2 separate regions of the Danio rerio genome follow, and region 2 is linked to region 1. Evidence: chromatin contacts called from public Hi-C data. All regions are on one chromosome and are shown on one strand. The core of a region is the stretch at or near the end of the contact, and the rest is flanking DNA. Distances in the headings are between cores, read along the strand shown.

Evidence for each region. Hi-C and Micro-C count contacts between places; a contact is called where the count stands out from the background.
Region 2: a contact with region 1 is called in a Hi-C map of embryo, with 3 times the contacts expected there. The contact joins the enhancer-like site here to the promoter of slkb in region 1. A contact is called at or near these places in 6 of 18 Hi-C or Micro-C datasets (caudal fin, embryo, hematopoietic stem cells and 1 more) and 3 of 4 datasets of contacts at active chromatin or transcription factors (caudal fin, embryo and gastrula embryo).

Annotation. Positions count from the first base shown.
Region 1 is chr1:52,961,225-52,963,924 of GRCz12tu, reverse strand. It overlaps slkb (STE20-like kinase b), which reads left to right and starts at 1,446. Exons shown (of 19, transcript NM_001328385.1): 1 at 1,446-2,249. The coding sequence starts at 2,100.
Region 2 is chr1:53,209,580-53,212,279 of GRCz12tu, reverse strand. The region is part of intron 10 of lef1 (lymphoid enhancer-binding factor 1); the gene reads right to left. Among named protein-coding and RNA genes, the nearest start is that of hadh, 23 kb to the left of the region's middle. Within about 2 kb of position 1,434, at least 27 of the 62 cell types and tissues checked have an H3K27ac peak or open chromatin away from gene starts, as enhancers often do.

The sequences.
Region 1 (2,700 bases), core at 197-2,696:
AATATCATACACGTCAGTGGAAGGGCATAATAATTGAAGGTTTGTTCCGCTGTGGTGACCCCTGATGAATAAGGGACTAAGCGGAAGAAAAATGAATGAATAAATAATGAATTCAACATCAATTAACAACCCCGGAGCTTGCAAAAGCTGTCTTTGTCTAATGGTCAAATCTGTCTAATTGTTTATATCAGCTGTTGTTAAAGAAGTCAACAACACCACTAATGGAAAATGATTGAAAAGTATTTATTTATTTATTTATTTATTTATTTATTTATCTATTTATTTATTTATTTATTTATTTTATTATTCGCCTTGTAATTCCAAACCTTTTTATTTTAAAAGTTTCTATCAATATTTGGCCTCTTCTACAAAGCCCAATTACAGATTTCAGAGGATTTCTATGTTGTACATTTAGCACCATGGTCACTTTCTTTTGGGAAAGAGACGTGTTCATTTTTAAAAAGACTTTAAAGCCCATTTATTAACAAAAACTGTCAAAAATTCTGATAGAACCTTTTAAATGCAACAATATGGCGATATGATAGATCATTACTGACCATAGATATCTAAAATAAAGCTTTATATTACAGTGTTTCTCAATTGCTTTTCTCAATTCTTCATTTCTCATTTATAAAACAATAAGTTAAGGGGCGATGCATTGACACAGTGGGTAACCTCAAAGCAAAAAGGTCGCTGGTTCGAGCTTTAGCTCGGTCAGTTGGCATTTCTGTGTGGAGTTTGCATGTTCTGCCCATGTTGGCATGGGTTTCCTCCAGGTGCTCTGGTTTCTCCCACAATTCCAAAGACATGCTCTATAGGTGAATTGAGTAAGCTAAATTGGCTACAGTGTATGTGCGTAAATGAGAGTGTATGGGTGTTTCCCAGTGATGAGTTGCAGCTGAAAGGGATAAAACATATGCTGGATAAGTTGGTGGTTCATTCTGCTGTGGTGACCCTAGATTAATAAAGGGACTAAGTTGAAAAGAACATGAATGAATGTAATACATTTTTCAGACATGTACTAAAGTTCTGAAGTTCCAGCAAACAGTTGTACAATTTGATCTCATAGTTTAGAGCAGTGGTTCTCAAACTGTAGTAGTGGTACGCAGGCTTCCTTCTAGTGGTATAGTGGTATAATATGCCATATATGACATATAGCCTATATTTCTGATTCTGAGGTAATCTGCCATGTTTTTTTTTTAACTGTGCAGAGGTGTAGCTGCTTTACTGGGCCTACTACGCTATTGTATTCAATACTGTTCATTTTTTATGGTACTTGGAGAGACAATTTTTTTAGGTGGTGCTGATGTGGCAAAGCAATTGAGAAAGTCTGTATATTATGTAGTTTTATCATGTCTATGGTGTTGACATCCACGACGGCAGGTGACAGCAAAGCGCAGGCGCGAACCCCAGCGAAGAATCACCGCCGCTCCTCGTGAACGCGCACAGCGACAACAAATCCGCTATTAGAGGAGGACGCGCGCATAGTTTCTCCAAACAAAAACTATTGTGCGTTTAATACGTTTGGAGCAGTTTCGCTTTTTAAATCCATGACCGGAGGATGTACAACGTACGACTGTGATTGTACCGGGGATTCAAACATTTTACGAGCCTCAAACGAGACTTTATACAAATAGGAAGAGGAAAAACTAGGTGTTTTTACGGACCAGATTCATGAAACTCCGAAGGACAACAACACCAACCTCATGACTTATCCTGAAAGAGCCATACGCCGGATTTATTCCCTACAAGAATAAACTGCACACCGTAGATTAATTCATTTTAATGCTTTATTTTATTTTTAAATTATAGACCACATGTCTATGAGCCAATAGCAGCCAGAACCTTTTTCTTTGTTTGAGCATTTGTGCATATTATTGAACACTATATAATTAGTAGTGTAACATATCAAGTTCACAGATTTTAACGTCCAATAACGAACATGTGAACACTCAAGACTGTTTCCTGATTAGACAAGAGGCTGAATAGTTTGATTAGCCATGAAGATGCAATAAGAGCTGCGTTGCTTTACGCGCATTTAAACATCCACTGAAAGAAAATCTCTTGCTAACCATCCAGAAAAAAAGTCGTATCTGGCGATGTCCTTCTTTAATTTCCGAAAGATCTTTAAACTGGGGATAGAGAAGAAGAAGAAACAATATGATCACGTGCACAGGGACACAAACCCAGAGGAAATATGGGAGATTGTTGGAGAACTGGGGGATGGAGCCTTTGGGAAGGTGTTCAAGGTAAAACAAAATGTTTATTTTTTCCACAAATTAAGAGGTAGTACTTTCCAATGCAGTTATAACAGAGTTGTAATATTTTATTTTTCTGCTTCTCAGTCAATTTGACCGAGATTCTATCCATCCATCCTGTTGTATTAGTCTATCTGTGTATTTATTTGTCTGTCTACCTAAAATTTTCCCTGCCTGTCTATTTGTCTTTCATTCTACCTTTTTGTCTGTCTGTGTATTGACATTTCTCTGTCAGTTGTTCTAACACGATATCTTTATCTCTCTTTATCTATCTGCCTGTTGGTCTTTTATTAATCATTCTATCGCTGTTTCATTAACATTATTTGTCTGTCTATTGTCTGATATTCTTCCTATTTGTCTATTTGTAGGTTGAACATAAATTCTCTCTGTCCTTCTGATCTAAAATTAAATCGATCTATCTGTCTGTCTATCACGCATCCAT
Region 2 (2,700 bases), core at 185-2,684, 250 kb before region 1:
GGCGATATGAACGTGGAGCTGCTTGTTGCTCTGTGAACAATAATCATTTCTTCATCGCTAGAGCTGGAGCTGCTACTTGAACCATCTATGCTTGTTCGAGTCACCAGAAACTTTACCAACAAGCGTGTGAACGTCCTCTCTTCCCCTTCCTCTGTGTTAAAATCGGCTGTCGGAAGCTCAAAGTTGTATAGCTCCATCTGACGTCAAAGGAGTGATTGTGCATACTCTTCTGCTTGACGCCTGTGAAAATTACTCGGGTTTGAATACGGAAAAATACGACACCCCTGGTTTATATCAATGGAGAGTGAGCGACTTTCTGCGACCTCGCAACGTGAGTGAGAGCGACCATTGGAAACCAGGTGGCCGTCTCAAGTGACTTGACAAAGTTGAGAATCCTTTAACTTTATACAAATGAAGAGCGACATTTTTGAGCGACAGCCAATATGTGCGGTGTAGAGGTCACATGAGCCTCTCACAGCTTGTTTGTATTCTTCTGTGCTTTAGATTTACACAGACCTGCGTTTGCAACAGGTCACCACCCAAAGCGACTACAAAGTCCCTGATACTGTGAATGAGGCATTAAGAGGTATTAAGAAGTGGTGACTGTAAACTTGATGACTCTAAACTTATAAGTCAAATCCAATATTTATTTAAATGTGCACAAAAATTCAAGTATATTTTGGGAGTAATATGTTAAAGATGTACCAGCAGTCGGAACAAAGGAAACATACAGTGAGGGAATCTCAATTCTAGTGTAAAGGAACTGTTTTTACAGACACTGGAGGAGGTTCAAAGCTTTATAATGAATGATGGGAGGGTGGACCAAGAGCTCAAGTCTGGCTTGTGTTAAGCCTAGTCAGCTGAAAATGTCCACTCTCACACCAAACTGACTTTGGACCAGTGACCTTGTGTTGTAGCACTTGGCTTCATGTCTGGTTTGGCAGAGTCCTTGAAGGAGTCCATAAAAATTCAGCAGGCGCTATAAGCAATGATCTGCTAGGGTTCAAAAAATCCCAACCCGAGTAATAAAAACAGCACCTGGATGAAAAATCTGATTTAAAACAAACCACTTCGGTCAGTCAGCACTTCCTTTGGCCCTGAGACAGCAACATTAAAAAACTCCTACACAATTACGTCTATGGAACAGCAAACCAACCCTTGATCCTGAGATCTCTGTGAAAAGGAAGAATGTTCGCCTCAATAAAACCCTCAACAAAACAACATCAGGTGAGGGTAGGGGACACGAGAAGGGCGAGGGCTCGAGTAGGGTCTGCCCACATCTGAGGAGCGCCGGGACGGGAGCCCAGGAACGACGTGCTCCTGCAAAGCCTGAGCTGCAAGCCAGGGCGGCACTATCAAAGAGCAGCACAATGACTGCTCCCCTCCACCGCCCGGCTGCTTCAAAGGCCTCGCCACCGCTCGCAGTCAGCCGCGGGAGGGGGGGGAACGGGGGAAGAAGAGCGGGGGTTCCGCCTGCTTTCACAATGGGAGCCAGATTTACTCCCTAGGAGAGGAACTCCAGCAAAGTGCAGACGGAGGCCGGGGCGTGAAAGAGCAAGAACGAGAGGAAAGGAAATGCAGTAGACGCCACATACTTTACCAATGCACGGCTAGTGTTTTTCAGCCAACAATAAACATCTGGTTACAGGTTTATCTGACTATTTTCAGTTTTATAAGGTTGCTTTTACAGCATCGATGTTGTAATGTAATTAAATTACAATCAGTTCAATAGAATTAAGCATTCGTTTAGTTGTTCAAGTGCAAACTAAGATGTCAGTAGCGGCAGACTAGCACAGACACTCCATTTAAAACACTGGGGTAAACTAAATTTCCATGTTTTAAAGACATGGCAGGGAATTTAATGGAATTTAATGCAGTGCTTCTTGTCTGGTCGGACACCCACTTTATATCGTAAATCAATCAGGCAGTGAAGATCACTGATTTTTAAAGAAATCAGACCCTAAAATGTGGCATTTTTTAAACAGGGCGAAAGTTCACCAGAGGTGCTTCAGCTGACTGAAAAATAAAAGTTTGTGTGCATATACTCCATTTTTGTCTGCTTCGTGTGCTGGACATGTGATCTATGTAGCAATTGATCTGACCAAAAGATCTGATGGTGGTCATTTCAATGTGCTCAATGATTTCTTCGAGTTTGTTTCTTGCACCTACATAGAAGCAAATCTCCTAGACTCTTTTTATAGCTCTGCTGAGTATCTTGGCTGGGATACATGGAAGGAAACCTCTGGGTTTCCGCTGCCCTCGGTAATATTAACCGCTTTATCTTAAGTGACTTGCACTCTTTCAAGGGTTGGAGCAGGACTCATTTGCGAATACCTTTCCTATTGAGTTCCTGAATTTGAATTCCTCTATCAAACTTGCAGTTTCTTTACTGCACTGAAAAAAAGTGTTGCATGCAAAACTGTTGCAAACAATTTATTTGTGTTGAATTTAAACAAACAAATTAAATTTAATAATGTTCAACTTAATTCATTTGTTTAAATTCAGCCCAAATAAATTGTTTACAACCACTTAACATAAAAAAATGAGTAAACCCAAGGAATCATCATAGAATTTTTTTTTTTTTTGGTGTGGGGAGCAATACAAACAAACTGAAATTATGATTATTTAAACTAGAATAAATTGTCAAGACAAACTCTTGTTTAGAAGATTAAAAATCTCCATGTTGGATGGTTTGTAGGT